2 separate regions of the Mus musculus genome follow, and region 2 is linked to region 1. A link is a contact called in public HiChIP or PLAC-seq data. All regions are on one chromosome and are shown on one strand. The core of a region is the stretch at or near the end of the contact, and the rest is flanking DNA. Distances in the headings are between cores, read along the strand shown.

Region 1 (4,713 bases), core at 1,235-3,734:
GTGCATGTGTGTACCCATGTGCATGTGTGTACGAGTATGCATATGTGTACAAGTGTGAATGTGTATGTGCACATTCTTGTGTGTGTGTGTGTGTGTTGGGTTGGGAGGGGTGTCACCAGCTGTTCCTACTGAGGTTCACATAAACCGTTTCCAACTTTCAGCAACAAAGGTTCTGCAAGAAAGAATTGTGACTTCTGCATCAACTTAGTGTCCCTTCCCCAGGCGGCTGTTAGGGCTTGAGGCTGGCGCCAGTGGGAAGCACCAGGAGCCACTCGGTCCCTTAGGTACCTTGTGGAATTTCTCAATCTAATTTTGTTTAGTTTGGGGGAACTTTTTTCTTTTAGATATTTGGTCCTAGGGAAAAAAAAATTTCCTGTGGTTTCTCTCCTATTCACCCTTAGTAATCGCTGCTTTTGAGAAAGACTTTCTCCATTTTCCCATAAAACCAAAACATGGCAGACATCCCTTGTATCTGGATTCCACTCCCACCGCCTGCTGTCCCCCCAAGCCCTTTCTTCACCCAGGGCTTGTCCTCTTGTCCTTGATGAAGATCCTTCCTGCAGAATCCGGCTGGATGAATAGAAACTCAGGGTTGCATGTGGCCTGAGTCCTACCCACAAGGTTCCAGGAATACCCTCTGCCTCAAGGACCTCAGGCTTCATAGCAGGGTGTGTGGGAGAGTCCAGTTCCCTCTGATGTAACCCTGGTTGTCCTGTGTCCCTTTTCCCTGTGGGCACTTGTAACTCATCACCCTTCACCGGCTGCTCCTTAACTGTCACCTGGGTCAACTGTCCTGTACAGTGCCACGTGTTCTTCTTCAACCAGGGCTTCATCGCTCCATCTTCCCATGACTTCTGTTGTGACAGTTTTATAAAGAGACCCTTGTAGCCTATTCTTTGGCTGTCAGACTACTGGGGACTCCAAGAAACTGGAATTTCTCTGGGAATCTCAAGCTGTCAGATGGAGAAGGCCTTGTGCCAGCCAGAATCCCCCAGGAAGGGTCACACAGGTCTGACCATGTGTCACACCACCTCACAGGAGACTGGAGCCCAGGTGGTGGTGGTGGTGGTGGTAGTGGTGGCAGTGGCAGCGGCAGCAGCTCAGTGATGGGCGGGGCCACACCTTGGCCAGATCTGCTTCTCTGCGCATTCACTTGCTTTCTACTTAACCCTAAACCTCATGCCAGGATCTCAGAGATGGACTTGAGGGTTGCTAGACCCCTTTGTTCTTCCCACTGTGGCCACAAAAAATAAATCTCTTTTCTCTGCTTTTATTGCTACTTCTTTAACTGGGGAGGGGTAGCCCTGGCTAACTTTTTTTTATAGCTACCAGGACTCAGGCTTTGACCCCAGCAACCCCATAACATTCTCCCTGACGTTTGTCTCACACAGCCACCCACCTGCTGTTTGCTAACCATCCTTTCTTTCTTCAGCTGGGAGGAGTCAGGAGCAAGCAGCCTGTGAGTCACGTTCCCTTAAGGGTTCCCACTGATATGCTGTGATCATGGACAGGTCCCCTGACAACCAGAACTTCTGCCACAGCGGCTCTCGGTACCCCACAGGTGAAGTCCTAGGTATTTACTGACTACATTTCACTCTCAAGAGGGACAGGGGCATTTCCACAATTCCCCTGTGGGTGGGGGTAGGGACTTAGATAGGCCGAGTCCCCAGCAAGCCCAGAATGTGTGATTCTTGCCAGCATCTGAGACCCCAGACAGAGGTGAGAATAGGAGTGGGTAGCCCCCAGCTTCCTAGCTCACAAAGCACAAATCATCACTAGATACAGGCTCCGTGAGGAGTAAGAAATCGGTACCATCGTGCAGCTGTAACCTGCATGCTGAAAGAGTCGGACATGACTGTCAGCAACATGACAGCCTGGGAAATGGGTACAAGGTGGGGCAAAGCCTTCCCGGTGGTTAACAAGGTTCTCCTGTTATCCCAAGCCCTGATCTCAAGCATCCTGCCATGTCCTGCCTTCAAAGGTGAAGGTGAACCTGAGTCTCAAGAACATGCCTGTTTCTACTACCTAAAGAAACATCCGGCCAGCTTATTAAAATTAGGCTAGAGGAAAGCCCAGCAAGGCCCCAGTCCGACTCCAAGAAAGCCGAGTGTCTTCTGAAAATAGGGTTGGGGTGACTGCAAGTAAGACCTTTCTCTGGGAGGACTAGCCAGCCACACTTAGATAACAGAGTACAAAGTACAACTAGGATCAAGGATGAGTCCCAAGCAAGCATAGAAAACCAGTGTATACTGTGCAACCAGGATCAGGGATCAGTATCCAGGCAAACAGCCAGCCAGTGTGCAGTGTGCATGCAGAATCAGCCAAGGTAGGTGACTAATGTTTAGAGTGTGACCAGGATTGAGGATCAATATCCGGACAAACCTAGAGGCCCATGTGCAGCGTGCAACCAGGACCAAGGGTCAGTGTCCAGGCAAACAGACAAGCTATGTCCAATGTGTAATCCAAACTGTGAGTCAGCGGAATCAGAGACAGAGCCAGAGCCACCCATGCTTGGCTGAGAAACCAGATACCAGCTCTGGGCAGGAACTCACCCTGGGGAAGCTGTTGCCTCATTCTCTAGGCCCTTACCTCTTGCCTTCCTACAAAAACCAGGCCAAACAGGATTTGGGGTGTGGCCAGGCTGATCAGCCTACGTCACCATCCCGGTCACAGTCTGTCTGGGCAGAACCCAAGGGGTCTGTGGGTTCTCGCAGCCTTCTGCATCCTACTGTAATATGGGTAGATTTCCTGGAGGCCACCGAGCATACTCCTTCAGTAGAGGCTTTACCTCAGACCAGCAGGTGTTCAAGAGGAAGTGGGGGCGGTTCCATGTCTCTCTGGGACTTGCACCCCAGTTGACAGGGTCACAGGGACAATCTGAGGCATACCCCTGGGATCTGTGGCCTTTGGCCCCCAGGCAGCCCACCCATAGCTCAGAAGGTATGAAGTGGGAGGTGAAGGAGAAGCACCGGAAACCTGGTGGGAAACAGACATGGGAACACGTGAGCACTTGTCCATCTCACTGGCTGGGTTCCATGTGTCACCTCTGACTGCCCTGCTCTGTGCGTTGTCAGCATTGAACACTTGATGTGACCACACCCCCTGGTCTCCAGGCTGCAGCCCTTTGGAAGGATGTGCCTGTGTTGGCTACATTTCTTCTTGCCTTGACAAAATCTTGGACAAAAGCAATTTGGAGCGAGAGAACGTCCATCCTTCACAGTGGGGACTGTACAGGAGAGTTCAGGGTGGCTGGAGGCTGTGCTAGAGCTCCTGACCTGACCATCAGACTAGGAAGTGGAAAGGACACCATAGCTCCTCATGGAAGCAGAAACTGGTTAAGACCCTGTTCTCCAGTGACTTACTTTCTCTAGCTAAGCCCCGGCTCTTAAAGGGTCCATGTTTCCCCCAAGCATCATTCCTACTGCATAAACCTGAGAGGGACATTTTGCATTTAAAGTCACAGTCAAGTAGATCAACCTTGGCCAGAAACAATTTCTCTTTCCCCAGCAACTAAATACAGTACTGCAGATCTTGGGGAACCTGGAGAGGAGGGTGACAAGAGTCAGGGGTGAGGAGAGACAAGAGCTGGCCTGTCATCCCTATATGAGGGGTGTCCCTGGTGGCTGGAGATCCTGGAGTGCCTTTGTTTTCCTAGGGACAGCAACTGCCTCAACCCGTGGTGTGAATGCAACAGTTGGCCCATTTATCACTTTGATTTTTAACTCCCACCTTCTCAGTCCCATCCCCCACCCTGTCCCATATCAGCAGTTCAGTGGATGCTCTGCTCCCAGGGGTGTGACTTTTTAAAAAGGTAAAAACTGTTGGCTGGTGGATGAGGGGGAGCCAGCCTGGAGGAGCCAGCATCTGGTTTTACAAGTCTGGGATCTCCTTTCAACCCTCTCAGTTCGCTGCTCTCCAGATGGACAGGGAGGCTCGGAATGCATGTGGGAGACCGGAGGTTGGGGCTGGCGGTGAGGCATTGCAGAACCTCCATGAGTAAGAATGAGTAACCAGCTCAGAGCTCCTCCTAGCTGGGCAGAGGCACTGACCCAGTTCTGTATCAGCTGAAGGTGGAGCTGGTGGGGCTGGTGCCTGGTGTGGGCTGAGAAACCACCCAGATCTGCATACAATGGGCCACTGCAAGCCCAGAGACCCGGAAGTCCTCCCAGAGCTCACGCCCCTGCTTCCCGTCCTGCATAGCTGTGTGTGGGAGGGGCCCCAACCACCCACTCATGTCCCCGCTTCAGGCTTCCAAACACTGCTATTGACATCGGTCTCAAACAAGGAACAAAACCAAGAAGTTACTCTTGGGGTTGCCCAGTCTCCTGAAGACAAAAGAGGGTTGGTCTTTCCTCAGAAGCATTCCTGGAGGAGAGACTGCTCATGAAACCCACAAGAGAGTTACAAGAACTCAAATGAAAACAAAGATAATGGTGGCCCTGCCTGGGGATTAAGTAAGCAGTCAATGCTAAGGGGGACTCTTCTGTGGAACTGCCTGCTAGCTGTGCAGAGAGCTCCAGTGCTGTACATTGCATGAACTGGGGACTAGCTGTATTGCGAAGCAGCTATCACATCATTAAACTCACCCTGTTCACCAAACTAGACGAGGGTAGAACAGTTTCTTCCCTGTGTCATCAGTGAGCTATCTGGAGTGAATACAAGTTCATGTCTCCCTGGAGAAGTTTCTCTCTCTCTCTCTCTCTCTCTCTCTCT
Region 2 (5,290 bases), core at 2,431-4,930, 71 kb after region 1:
GCACACAGTTCTGAGCTACCTGATATGGAATCTGGGAACCAAACTCTTGTTCTCTGGAAGAACAGAAAGTGTTCTTAACCACTGAGCTACCTCTCAGTCCATCTACGTTGTGGTTTTGAGATAAGGTCTCTCATTGGTCTGTAACTCACCCATTAAGATAATCCTGTTGTCTTAGGGCTTTTACTGCTGTGATGAAACACTATGACCAAAAAGCAAGTTGAGGAGAAAGGAGTTTATTTATTCAGCTTATACTTCCATATCACTGTTCATCATTGAAGGAGGTTAGGGCAGGAACTCAAGCAGGACAGGAACCTGTAGGCAGGAACTGATGCAGAGGCCATGGAGGGGTGCTACTTACTGCCTTTTTCCACATCGCTTGCTCAGCCTGCTTTCTTATAGAACCCAGGACCACTAGCCCAGAGACAGCGCCATCCACAGTGGTCTGGGCCCTCCCCCACTGATCACTAGTTAAGAAAATGCCTTACAGCTAGATCTTATAGAGGCATTTTCTCCATGGAGGTTCCCTCCTCTTAGATGACAATAGTTTGTGTTAAATCAGTGTAAGTCTAGCCAAGACACATGGGTCCTGGGGGGTAAGCTGAGGACTTCATGCTTAAATGCAGGCTCTTTACCAACAGTGCATCTCCCCAGACCTTCCTAGCTCACTCCTAAGAAGAGGCCAGGGAACTTCTCTGAGCTTTCTTGCATCTGCCCAGTGGAAATGTTGCGCTGTACCCAGGCAGACTGCACTCTATGCTTATTCTGCCAAGGGTCATGCTTTGAAAATATCTTGAATTTTGTTTTTGTAGCTTGTTAACCTTTTCCTTCCTGTGACAATGCTAGTGTTTGTGCTGCCTTCTCAGCAGTAGGAGGCCGTTCTGAGTGGACGCATCAAGGCATTTCCCCCTTAATCTCATTACAAGGGTTTCTCAGTCTTTAATTCTTCCCAGGACTCCCTTGTTGTGAAACAATTTCCTCTTGGAACCCTTTCTGCTTTGTGACGCTAGGAGAGCAAGTATGTTTGGTTTTGTTGAGAAACAAGGAAAGAAAGACAACAGCAAAGAACAAAACCAAGCTACGCATACAGCACAGGGAGCTGGGGAGAGAGCTTGTTGTCTGCCTGGCAAATCACCAACCTGACACACTTAAAAAAAGCTCGGAATGGTGGGGTTCTTGTAAGCCAGTACTGGGGAGGGTAGAGACAGAATCCCTGGGACTCACTGATCGGCCCTGCTAGCTTAGTGAGTTCCAGGTCATAAGAGATCCCATCTCAAAAAATAAGAAATTAAGGTGGATGGTATGTCTAAGGCTGTCTTCTGGCCTCCACCTGTATGCACACAAATTGTGATTACAGAATATAAAATGAGGTCCTGGCATGTAGAAGAGCTGAAGTCTGCGGCTTGGACCAGGTGTTCTGATTCCCAGATTGAATGAGGCTGTCTCCAGGAGGCCATCTTGTCTCTGCCTCTCTCCTCCCTACCTGGGGCTTAAGACATGTGAATGAGCCCACGCTTGACAGCTGCTACCACTCACGTGTTTAGAGAGCATCTTATTTCGTCCTCTTGCCCCTCAGATGTTGTCCATCTGCCTGCTTGGCCGCCCTGATGAGAATCTTATGAGCATGTGGCATTTCCAGAGTTTTTCTTAGTCTAAATGCCATGGACAAATCCCTCCTGAAATCTTATCCATATGTGCTGGGTTCATCCTCAGTCCTTGAAGGAACAGAGCCAGCCTCTCGTTAATTTTCCAATCTTTCCCACTAAAATGTTTAGTTCCCCTTCTGAGTCCTTTCATAGATTATTTCTGCCAAGACAATGGGACAGAGGGTTCCTGGAATAAATGATGGAACTGGAGGGAATTAACCAATAAGATCAACGGTGGAGCCAAGCCAACTGTTGGAGCCTCCCCATCCCATGCAACTGGTACAGGGAGGCAGAAGTGCTTCCCCAACTGTCTGTCCCGGTACCATGTGGCTGTACATGTGTTGCACACAAGTGTCATGCAGATGGAGGTCCACGCCTTGCTTCCTGGGTTTGATTGATGGCAACTAGCCAGGGTTATAGCTGCAGCAATAGGCATTATTAGGGAGGTGGCACCCACAGCACTGGGGGCCATCCATATGAGATTCTTACGAGCATATGGGTTTTTCTTATCACGGTTTTTCTTAGTCTAAACTGCATGGACAAATCTCTATTGAAATCTCATCCACTATGCAAAGTTTATCCTCAGTCCTTGAAGGAACCAAGCCAGTCTCTTTGTTATGCCTAACCTGGTTGGCTTTCTGGGACAGAGCTGTGGCCCCTGATCTGCTGGCAACTCACTTCCTCTTTTCAGTAGAATGGTACTAATGATACCATCCACTTCCAAGTCTTGCTTTCTTGTACATTCATGTAAGAATGAGTAGATATGTATACATGCAAATATATGCATATATCACACATGTACATATTTAGATATGTACATGTTAGGAAGACTGGGTGAGATGAATGGAGAGGAGAGGAGACCTATCAGACAAACCTAAAGGAATCCTAAGCTGACACATCCTTTCATTATGTCCTCATGAAATGGCATGTGTGGGTGAGGGAGGGGTTCTAGGAGCTTCAGTAGCTTACCCATCACCATTAATCCTGCAGTTGGCAGCTTGTGTCAGTTGGCTCAAAAGCAGTGACTCACTCTGACTCAAAGGGCTCTGAAGACTTCTCCTTGAATCCGTCACAACACATCTTCCTCTCTGGCAGCTCTTCATGACTCAGAGGCCCCTCAGCCAGGCCACTGGGAGATTGGGGGATGGGGATGTTTCGAGTGATTGAAAAATCGTGTCTGACACCGGGGAGACAGTTCAGTTAGTAAAGCACAGTGAGTCTCACACTTGTGAAGATTGGAGACTCACTGCAAGAACCCATATTTAACAATAATAATAATAATGCAGGCATGGTGGTGTGCTTGGGATCCGAGCCCTAGGGAAGACAGGTACAGGATGATCCCTGGGCACTGGCCAGCTAGCCTAGGCTACTCGGAGAGATCCAGGCCAGAGGAAGAGTGCATCTAGAAGACAAGGTAATGGCTAAGGAAGCATGCCTGAGGAAGGACCGCCTATATACCTTTGACCCTCGCTTGTGCATGTGCTCACGCACATTCAGTTCTTGTTCATGTGTACATCACACTTGAATGTGCATACACGCACATCTAATGCACATGCACACAGAGAGAGAGACACACAAGAAAGTCCATGTTTGCACATAAGATTTCATTTCCTTTGACTTTCAAGCTGAGAAATTACTGGCAAACTTGTTCCAGGAGAAAATATTGAGCAATTGTTATCAGTGAGAATGTCTCTGTCTGTCTAGGGGGTAGAGGGCAAGAATGGTGACCCAAGAACAGCTGGCCCCCTTTTAAAAGTCTTTTATTCCCGACAATGACTAATGGCTGTCACCAGTAGACAAGCACCTGGCCATTGCTGAGCACAGAGAAGTGAATATATATGTATAGGAAATTTTATAGAAGAAATATTTGTTTTATGTTTGTTTTGTTAGTGTGTGTGCATGTGAGCGTGCAAGCACCCATGGGGAGGCCAGAGGACAATGTCTCACACTTGCCTGGGACTTAGAAGTTATGTCAGGCTGGACAGTCAGTGAGCCCTAGGGATCTGCCTGCCTCTCCCTTCCCAGTGCAGAGGACTACGTGAGGATGTCACCACATCTGGCCTTTTACAAACACTATCTGGGAACCAAATCCAGGTCTACGTGCTTGCAATACGAGATCACTTTACCTACTTGGCTTCTTCCCCATCCCAAAAGATATTTCTAGAGCCCTTCACAGCACCTGTGTGTTCAAAGCCACTGGAGGAAGACCACACAGCTCCTTGCCCTGAAGCAGGTCTGAGAGATGGACTGGTGGCTTTACCGAAGGTCGGGTTTCACAGATTGATGTGGAGGTTTGGCCATGGGGAAGAAGCACAAGCAGGTCCATTCATTCAAGTTGTTTAGCAATCTGGCATAAAAGACTGCTCACATGACGCAGAACCAACAAACTCGTGGGGATATTCCAAATTAGACAGTAAGGTGTGTGAAGAGCCTGGGGCGTGGGAGGCCCAGCCTTCCACAGGATTCGGCAGCAGCTCTGTTGTGTGGCCTCCATTTCTTCTGACTGGCCATTGACTCATCCTGCCGGTGCCTGGCTGCATAGAACCCACTTGGAGCAGAGTGATGACAGTGCTCACTCCCTCCAGGCATCTTCTCCTCAACTCCCTTTTGTTCTCAGCTAGGCCCTGGTCTGTCACAGCCTGCTCGGGCCTGTTTAGGACTCAACCAGGCTTAGTGATCCAAGGCAGGCTGGAAAAAAGAAGCTTCAGTGGGTGGGGAGGTGAATCGGTGGGTAAGAATGCTGAACATGCATGAGGACTTGAGTTCAAATCTCCAGCCCCCACTCAGAGAATGTGGTGTGGCTGTGTGAGGCTGTAGCTTACACACAGTGGGAGGGGGAGAGAGGAGGATTGGCATCAGTTGGCTGCCAGCCTAGTCTCAAGAGCAGGAAAAGTCAGGGTCTCAAGAGATTAAGGCAGAGAGTGATAGAACAGGACAACCTTGGCCTGCACAACAAGTACACATGTGGATATATAACACATACATGCACACACACAAAATAACAATAACAAATAAAGAAAACAAGCTTCATCCTGGAGAGGTAAGCAGGGAAGGGGAGGCCAGGGTGTAGAGACAGAGACCGGCCATAGTCCCTTGGGAGCAGAACTGCAAGAGGCACACTATACAGAGGTGACTTTAGGGTGCCTTCTGTGTTCTTAACACATGCAGCTTCCTTTCTGGTGGTAGCCCTGAGAGTCACAAGAGGACAAGTGTCTACACTGGCAGCGAGCTGAAGAATCACAGTCCAAGCCCCTGAACCAGGTTCTAAGCGTGACTTACTTGGAATGCTCTTATTCATCGCCCACCAGGCTGACAATATGTTGGGGATCATTTGAATATGAAACCCACTGGTCAGTAACACAGGTTTCTAGACATGCCCATCTGGTCAACCTTTCTTCTCATTCCCCAGTAGCAAGTGATTGAAAAACATCAGAGAGACATAGGTTTGAATCCTGACTGATCAAGTGCTTTGGGAAGGTTCGACACTTTTGGTCTCAGTTTCTCTCTTGGGGGAAAATCCAGAATAACAGTGGTCTTAGTAAAACAATAAAGTAATAATAATAATAATATGGGTTTGTTGAAGCCTCAGGGTTACACTGAGGGTGTAGCAACACAGTGTATTTGAAGTAACTTAAGAGGAATAATCA

Evidence for each region. HiChIP or PLAC-seq counts read pairs in DNA pulled down with a chosen protein or histone mark.
Region 2: a contact with region 1 is called in an H3K27ac HiChIP or PLAC-seq map of embryonic fibroblasts, with 33 read pairs. The contact joins two enhancer-like sites. A contact is called at or near these places in 3 of 15 datasets of contacts at CTCF or cohesin (CD8 T cells and the NIH/3T3 cell line), 21 of 484 Hi-C or Micro-C datasets (the 4T1 cell line, the Ba/F3 cell line, the C2C12 cell line and 16 more), 15 of 115 datasets of contacts at active chromatin or transcription factors (CD8 T cells, the HPC-7 cell line, Th17 cells and 11 more) and 1 of 9 other capture datasets (liver).

The regions. Positions count from the first base shown.
Region 1 is chr8:126,611,882-126,616,594 of GRCm38.p6, forward strand. No RefSeq gene overlaps it. Among named protein-coding and RNA genes, the nearest start is that of Gm31546, 18 kb to the left of the region's middle. Within about 2 kb of position 2,485, at least 216 of the 459 cell types and tissues checked have an H3K27ac peak or open chromatin away from gene starts, as enhancers often do. A contact at or near this core is called in the 4T1 cell line, the C2C12 cell line, CD8 T cells and 12 more, where this site is marked.
Region 2 is chr8:126,681,446-126,686,735 of GRCm38.p6, forward strand. No RefSeq gene overlaps it. Among named protein-coding and RNA genes, the nearest start is that of Gm31603, 46 kb to the right of the region's middle. Within about 2 kb of position 3,681, at least 122 of the 459 cell types and tissues checked have an H3K27ac peak or open chromatin away from gene starts, as enhancers often do. A contact at or near this core is called in the 4T1 cell line, the C2C12 cell line, CD8 T cells and 12 more, where this site is marked.